Regions from separate parts of the Mus musculus genome. Here all the other regions are linked to region 2. Evidence: chromatin contacts called from public promoter capture Hi-C data. All regions are on one chromosome and are shown on one strand. Each heading gives the region's core, a stretch centred on a gene start, on an enhancer-like site or on the middle of the called end of the contact. The rest is flanking DNA. Distances are from core to core; before and after follow the strand shown.

Region 1 (2,700 bases), core at 33-2,532, 2.3 Mb before region 2:
CGTACACAAAGTGGTGCTTTCCATATCTTAAAACACACACACACACACACACAAAACCGACTTTTTTAAATTAAAGCCTTGAGGCAGACAGACTCTGGTTATCAGACGAATCCGACCTAGACTCCAGAGACTAAGACAGAGTGGACATGCTTCCCTTCAGGTTTGCACCTCTGGTAAGCATGTGGACCAAGGAGGAGAAACAGATCCTGAGACTGCCAGGCCTGGTTTTTACAGTGGTACAGCTTGCCAGCCTGTGGCTGTGCCTCTTCAAGCTAGGGGTTACCCTGGATGATTTCCAGGGAGCCTTCTGGCTCCCTTGTTCCGTATGAATCAGCTTTCCAAACTGGTTCCTTGTGTATACGTTACAGAAACCCTGGCAACCAGGGTTCTTGCAGAAGAAGCAGGCCACCGCCCACCTCTTGGTCCATGTCTGTGCTTGGCAGCCAAGGTATGTCTCAAAGGATGACGATGTGACTGCTCCAGCTTAAGAGTGGACCTCTCCCCCCTCTCCTGACATACTCCCAGTCCATCTGGAGACAGGAAATACTGGCGTGGAGGATGCCACGGAAATCAAAGTGGGTGGACAAAGTGGTCTCCCTGACATAGGGGCGGGGAGGGGCAGGTGTGGCTTGGCACTGGGTATTTCTCTGTTTAACCCCTTTCCCACCGCTGGGAGTCAGTGCCTACCAGTGGTCCTTCCCCCAGGGCCAGACTTGACTCTCTGAACTCATAGCAGGAAGCCAGCTCCTTAGGGGACCCTCTGGACCCATCCTAGGAACAGTTTGCACTGACCCTGGCTTCCTTGGACAGCACCATGGGAGTCGGCGTGCTCAGTCTGGTGTCGTGATCACTCAATGTCTCTGTGTCCTCGGACAAGATGCCTAACTAATCTCTCCGACCTCAGTGCCTAACCTGAGAAATGGGGACAGCAGTGTGAACCTGGAAAAGGGTCACCGCGCAGTTCCATCTACATTCTGCCGAGTTGCAGCCGTTTGCACAGTCGGCAACTCCTGGCTCAGGACCCCAGCTCCAGCTGTCCGAGCCGCCGGTTACGTAAGACGACCACGGCCGTCCAGGTCCGCGCCACCGCCCAGCACCGCGCCACCGCCCAGCGCCGCGCCACTCACCGCTTCGCCGCGTCAACCCGCGCGTCTGTCCCTTGCTCGGCCCGTCACTTGGTGCGCTCGGCCTGCGCCGCAGCCGCCCGGAGCCGCTAGTCCCAGTAGCGCCGCTGCCGCCGCGTCGCCCTCCGCTGTCACATAGTGGAAAACGTGACCGCGCGCGCTGAGCCCGCCCCTGCGCGCGCCATTGGTCGGAGTGCCACCTCATTTGCATACTGGCGGGGCGGAACCTGAGAGCTACGCTCATCAATTGGTGGAGACGCCCGTCGCTCTCTTTACATAAGACGCACATGGAACTCCATGTTCGCCGCCCGGGTTCCTCAATGAAGATGCTGCGCGCTCTTGCGCCCCCCCGCGCCCGGGCGAGTAGGCTCGTCCACTTCCGGCCTGCGGGACTTCCATTCACCTGGCACGGCGGTGGCCCGCTCGTGCAGCCCCGGAGTGGCGCGTACCACTGCGGCGCGGGGGAATGGTGCTTGGCCGCTGCGCAACTCACAGCCGGCAGAGACCAGGGCCACCGGCCTATCACCTGCGACGACGTGACCAGCCTCGGTAATCCGAAGGACCGAGAATGCTCTCTGCTGACACCTTTCGCTCATCCAGCCCAGTTCATTCATTTCCCCTCTCATTCATTCATGGCGAGACGCTTGAGGGCAAATAGGACGGCCCCTCTGGATCTGCTGCTGAGCACCTTCCCAGGACAGGCTGGGTGACCCTAGGACAGGCCCCCCAGGCTGACCGTCATTCCAGATGGGCCAAAGCACAAAACTCCCACTTAGCCTTTCTTGTTTCTGAAACTGCGTGTTGCTAGTTAGTGTTGATTCAGGAAATAAGGTCATAATTGCCGTGCAGAGATACAAAGGAAAGAAGTGATTTCTTCCTGCCCTCAATCACATAGGGAGAGAAGACTGACGTTCTACAGGGAAGCTTAACCAAATGCGGTGGTGTAGTTTATTAACCTTACAGGAACTATGGAAGCGGGGTGTGCATCTGGAACAGCAGGGCTTTTCTGAAGTGGAAGCTACAGACACTAGCTAGTCAGGGGAGGGTACTCCTCCAGTGATAGGACAGCCCTGCCCCTGTGGAACCTTGGTTGAAGCTATTTGGTTCTTTCAAGAGCACTGTCTGGAAGCCTACTAAAGCGTTCAGGCTCCTGTCCAAAGGGTCAAAGGAGGGAGTAGAAGTTTCCTCGGAGCGGGTTTGAGGCTGACAGAGAACAACCTAAAGACTCATGCAAGGTGTGATGGAGAAGGCAAGCTTGTCACGTCTTCCAAGGGTAAAAAGGTCATTTGTCATTGCCAGGGAACTTGAAGCCTAGTAGCATCCACTACTCTGAATCTTCCCCTGGGGTGTCCTAGGAACCAGGAATGGAAAGGAGGCAAACATTAGCAACAGAAGTCTGCTAACAAACTGAGCTGCTGGTGTACACAGCCGGCTAACCCACATTCAAGAATTCCGTGTGGGAGCTACTTCTTTCTGTCTGCCTGGCAGGACAGGCATGCAATTCCTCAGATGCAGATGGGGGCAGAGACTAAGTTCATTTCAGCAGCCCTTTCCAAAGAAGCCCTGGGAAGCCAGA
Region 2 (2,700 bases), core at 159-2,658:
CAATGTGATCTTATAACCTTTATCAGTGTTTAGTGAGCTAGATTTCTGGAGTTTCCCCGCCCCAATTTGGGCACTGTCTACCCATATACCATGTTAGAACATGGGGAAGCCAACATCAGTCCTTGCAACACTGCCTCATTTTCAACTGTTAACAAAACTTCTGGGGCATGTTCTATGTGAAATTGTTACGGAAACATTCTGGTTGACTTGTAAGATTGTTTAACGTTACTAGGTTTTGTTTTGAACCAGGTCTTAAGGACTGGAGACTTAATGTAACCCTGTGAACTTTCAACAGATACGTGCCATTCCCATCTTTAAATTTTAACACCAAGTACTAAGAGGTGGCAGGATGTGCGAAGTGACTTCCAAGGCAGAGTCCCTTCGCTCGCTGTTCACTCCTGTTGGAAATCACAGGAGAGGACCAACTGAGGGAGTCTCGAAAGCCTTTGGAAGGCGCGGCCCGCACAAGGGCCACCGAGAACCCCCTGGAAAGCCCTTTCCACGGTCATCCCCCGGGCCTCTGCCAGAGTGCAGGATGCGGGAGGTGATCGGTGCCAGTGCCTGGGCCGCAGGACCCCATAGGAAGGCGATGAGGGCTATGGATGCAGGAAGTAGAGCTGCGTGCGCCGGGCCGCACTCCTGCCACACACCTCCGGGCGGGCTTGCCCCGCCGAGGCAAGAGTGGAGAACTGCCCGAAAGCAAAGATCAGGATTAACCTGAGAAGGCGCCCTTGCAGAATACTCCTGAAATTGGCAGGGCCAGCCCAAATCAGTGCGACGCCCGTTGGTGGAGGTGGCGGAGGGGGCCTCCGGCCGCTCTGCCCGAGGCATGGCCGTGCTGGTCCCCAAAGCCGGCGGTCCAAGCCAAGGTCATAAAGCTCCACGACCCGTCCACCTCCCACAGTTACCCTCGGTTAGCCGGCCCCCCACTCCCGGTCCCCGGAGCTCGGCCCGCCGCGCGGCCTCAGTTTCCCCGCGGGCCCCGGCCAGGGCGGGGGCGTGGCGGACCCGGAGGCGGGCCGCGTACCTGTGGAAGGAGACAGCGCGTTTCTCGCCCTTGCCCTGCCTGTTGGAACAGTTCACGGCCGCGCAGCAGATCACCATTGCGGGCCTCGGTCGTGAGCGCCGCCAGGCTCCGATCCTTGCCGCCCGCCCGCTGGCCCGACCCGCCCCGAGGGAGCGCGGCGACACAGCTCGGGACGTGGGCCGCGGCCGAGCCGTACGGCAAGATGGCTGCGCGCTGCCGCCCGCACCACGCTGCGCTCGGACTGCCCGGCCACGGCGCCGGCGTCGCGGCCGCAGCGGGCGGTGAGTCCGTACCGAGACATGCGCGGGTGGCTGTCTGTACGGAAAGATGGCGGCGCCGGAGGAGCGCAGCTCGGGCCGGCTCCCGGGTGTTCCGAAGCGGCGGCGCGGGCCGGGGGCGGGGCGGCCGCGTCCGGTTAGGAACCACACGCGCCGAGGCCCCACCCCCCGCGTGCCCACCGCCGTACGGCGAGATGGCGACGCCCGCGCTTCCGCTGCGCCGCGCTTGGCTGCCGCGGCTTCCCGTCGCCGTGTCGCGCAGTAGTCCGTCGGAGCGACGGCACGGTCAGTCGGCAGCCGGACAGGGAAGATGGACGCAGGTAAGGAGGGCGGACGCCTGCCCTGTCGCGGGCGGGCTCCCGTGGCCGCCCGCTGGGGCGGAGGCCGGTGTGTTGGGCTGGGCGGGCCGCGCCTCCCCGCAGCGCTCAGTACCGGGTTCGCGGGGCCACTCGTCAGCGCCTCGGCCTCCGGCGCTCGGCCGCGGCCCTCGGGGAGCGTCCCAGCCTGTGGGCTCGCGGCTGCGGGCGTGAGGGCAGGGAGTCTGAGGGACGCATCAGGACGCGGGCACCCTGGTGCCCGGAGAGGACCGGTGCGCCGCGAGGGTGGGCCTTGCGGTGTCCATTGAAGAGCCGACCTCTTTAACTTCTGTCAAGTTGTTGGCCGCTGGTCCAGCTACCACAACATGCACATCTTTTGTCTTTGAAGTTCAATAACCTGTGTAGGTGAGCCCCGCTCCTGTTCTGACAGCGGATCAGTCACATGCTACTTTGACTTCTTGAGGTCCTAATACTGGGTTAAGTGTGGGTGGGTTTTGTTTGTTTGTTTGTTTGTTTGTTTTTAACTGACTCTTGCTTCTGAAGCTGGAGAGTGCGGTTCTTTGTTTATGTTGGCCAGAAGTCTTGGAGATGCAAATCTATCAAATAAGTTGTTTGCTAATAGCCCTAAAAATACCCACCCCACCCCATTCCACCCCACCCCACCCCCAACAGAGGTTCTCTCATTCCCTCAGCAGCGTTAGCGGGTTTTTTTTTTTTTTTTTGGTTTTCTTTTTCTTTTTTCCTTTTTTTAATTTAAGAGCGACCTGCCTTCAAGAATCCACTCCTTTGTGAAGGAGTCCTGCTACCTGATTTCATTGTACTTTTCTTGAATGGCGTTGCTTTTGATGGTTTTCTTCTGACAGCTGTGTTAGAGAAGTAGTCGGCTCTTACTTGGGAGTAATGCCTACAGTTAATACACATTTCAGCAGTTTATGGCATCCGTAGCTGGAGGAAGCAGGAACGTTGACTCCCCAAGATGCATGAGCCAGGTGTATATTTTTTTAAGATAATTCATTTTTTTTTTTTTTTTAGAATGAATAACTGAAGCTGTCACACCACAGTGCCTCTTGGAGGTGTG
Region 3 (2,700 bases), core at 149-2,648, 2.4 Mb before region 2:
CCCTGTAGTGGATAGGAGTGAGTTTATTTCAGATTACTCAATATGTTTGGGGGGGAGAGGGGGAGAGAGGGAGGGAGGGAAGGGGCATGGGGAACGCATGTATCTGCTAAGTCCCAAGTTGAGTTTAAGGTTTTAGGTCATGTCAAGAGAGCCTTGACCACGGAGAAGACCCAAAATAACTTTGGATAAAAAGCAATAGGGACTACTAATGATGACAGATTTCTAGGCACATCTGGCAATCCAAACTCTGGTCCGAGCACATTCAGACACAGGTTATACTCCAGTGACAGATGCAAGGCTGCCTGTATGAGGCCAGCTTTACTCACAACTGTAACGGTGGTTATCTTCAAAAAGCATGGCTGAATCAAACTCAGTCTCAAGGCCTAGTTACTTAGAAGCTTCTGTACCATCAGAGTGGTTGGTGGGGGTACGTAACGGTGCCACTACCAGGAACAACTGCAAAAAGAGGACACTACAAAGCATCTCAGGAGTCTGGAGGTGCGCAGGTTAAAAACCAAAGCACAGGTGTGAAGAGGACAGGTCAATACCTTCTCATAACCCCAAGCTCCAGCATTCTTCCATGCTAGCCCGTCCCGCTCTGCCAAGCTGGAGATCTGAGCCCTCCCACTTTTGAACATTGTTTCCTTGCCTAGAATCTCTGGAAACCATCAGCCGAAGCCCTCGCTAAAGGCCGCCTCCTTCCCAGGTCTTTCTCACTAGTCTTCGGGTACCGTTACTCCGGACGCTTGGCGTTTCCCACGGTTTTTAACCTATGCCTCTGCGATCAGAACTGAACTCTCTGAAGGCAAAGGCTGGGTCCTCTTCACCTTCCTATTCCGTGCCAAAGACCTTCCCAAAACGTGGGCTGCAGACGCCACCCCCCATCCCCGGCCTCGGTTATCTAGCCGTAGCGCCCTGCATTGGCTGTGCAGGCGCCCCGCACCAAGGGGCTGGAAGTCGGAAACTTGTTAAGTTCTCGGGGTTTCCAGGACGCAAACAGGCCCGGGACCAGGACATTCCGCTGGGAGTCTTGCTGTAGCCAAATTAAAGCCAGAGTGCCCCGACCCTTCGGCGCGGGACTTCGTGCGTGTGCCACGCGAGGCCTGGACAGGGACCGCGCGGTCGCTGCGGCCTCGGGAGCCACAGGCCGAGACTGAGGCGGCGGTGGCGCGAAGATGGCGGAGGCAGCGCATCCCGGCGCCGCCCTTTTCCCCCGCGCCGCTTACCGGCAGATGGCCGCGGCGCGCGCTCGGGCTCCGGCAGGTCCCCGAAGAGGTCCATGGCGGCGGGGCAGTGGAGCGGAGGCTCCGCGCTACCCTGGGCGGCGGCGGCGGCGGCGGCGCCGTCACTCACCGCGGGAGACCCTGCCAATCGCGCGCCGCCCAGCCGCCGCCCCAGAGTGCTACGCGCGGGGGCGGGGCGGGGGTGGGCTGCGCAAGCGCACGGGCGCTCTTGGCCTGGGCATTAGGTCCCGTGATAAATTGTTATGGCGTTTCCCCGGAAAGAAGGGAGGAGTGGCGCCGAGCCTGACATCCAGACAGGCTTTTGGCCGGAGAGGCGGGTCTGCACCTGTCCACTGTTCCCTGTGTGACCGAGCAGGCAAAGCACCTTCTGACCGCCCGGGAGCAGGATGGCGCCCAGCGGGGTCTCAGCTGTCCCACTGGGATAGAGACCAGAAAAAAACACCATCACTGGCCAAGCCACAAAAGTGACAAACATCCCTCATCTCAGCCACCAAATTTATGACGCTTTACCAATTACAAAGTTGTGTTGTGTATTTTCCCTGGTCTCAGAAAAGAGCCACTCATGGAATTAATTCCTCTTCCTACCATACAATCCACAAAGACTTCACTTCCTTAAAGGTACCCAAATTTATTGACTACACACCCCAATCCTACCAGCCCTTTCCAACACCACCTTACCTGTTTTTTTTGTTTGTTGTTGTTTTTGGTTTTTTTGCCAGTGTTGTGTGGACTTCTTGGTGCAGTAGGTAACAAGTCATTGCTTCCTTGCAAATGTAGACCAGATATTCTCTAGCTGCAATAGGTGGATCCACCCAGCTGACCTCCAAGCCACTGTTTGAAGTTTTTACTGCACTCAGACAGAACTGTCTCTTCCTTGACAGATGTAGGATTTTGAAATAACAGCACTTTGTCTTTTGTCCATATATCTCATACACTTCTCAGCCCATCCCAACTTGATATCACTATGTTTTTAAAGCAGCTCTTGCTAAGTGTCTTAGGGTTTCCATTGCTGTGAACAGACTCCATGACCTAGGAAACTCTTATAAAAGACAACAATTGGGGCTAGCTTACAGGTTTAGAGATACAGTCCTTTATCATCATGGCAGGAAGCATGGCAGCATTCAAGTAGGCACGGCGTTGGAGGACCTGAGAGTTCTACATTTTCATCCAAAGGAAGCCAGGAGCAGACTTTCCTCAGGCAGGTAGGAGGAGGGTCTTGAAGCCCACCCCTAAAGTGACACACTTCCACCAATTAGATCACACCTCTTCCAACAAGGCCACACCTCCTAATAGTGCCACTCTGAGGGCCAAGCATATTCAAATCACCACACTAAACTTGATTTCCCACTCCTGCAAATAGACTCGTCGGCCACCATTCCACATGAATTCTGGCAGTGTTTGCCATGTGGCCTGTCTTTCCCTCATATGTATGGACATCTCTAATCATTACTCCATC

What was found. Promoter capture Hi-C pulls out the DNA fragments that hold promoters and counts their contacts. Capture Hi-C pulls out chosen DNA fragments and counts their contacts.
Region 1: a contact with region 2 is called in a promoter capture Hi-C map of pre-B cells, with 4 times the contacts expected there. The contact joins the promoter of Per2 here to the promoter of Thap4 in region 2. A contact is called at or near these places in 2 of 39 promoter capture datasets (liver and pre-B cells).
Region 3: a promoter capture Hi-C map of liver shows a contact between it and region 2, with 4 times the contacts expected there. The contact joins the promoter of Ilkap here to the promoter of Thap4 in region 2. A contact is called at or near these places in 2 of 39 promoter capture datasets (liver and pre-B cells) and 1 of 9 other capture datasets (liver).

What each region holds. Positions count from the first base shown.
Region 1 is chr1:91,458,046-91,460,745 of GRCm38.p6, forward strand. Per2 (period circadian clock 2) reads right to left here and starts at 1,283. Exons shown (of 23, transcript NM_011066.3): 1 at 1,128-1,283.
Region 2 is chr1:93,753,430-93,756,129 of GRCm38.p6, forward strand. Thap4 (THAP domain containing 4) reads right to left here and starts at 1,409. Exons shown (of 6, transcript NM_025920.3): 1 at 1,028-1,409. The coding sequence starts at 1,104. It overlaps Atg4b (autophagy related 4B, cysteine peptidase), which reads left to right and starts at 1,476. Exons shown (of 13, transcript NM_174874.4): 1 at 1,476-1,625. The coding sequence starts at 1,616.
Region 3 is chr1:91,397,425-91,400,124 of GRCm38.p6, forward strand. It overlaps Ilkap (integrin-linked kinase-associated serine/threonine phosphatase 2C), which reads right to left and starts at 1,399. Exons shown (of 12, transcript NM_023343.3): 1 at 1,227-1,399. The coding sequence starts at 1,281.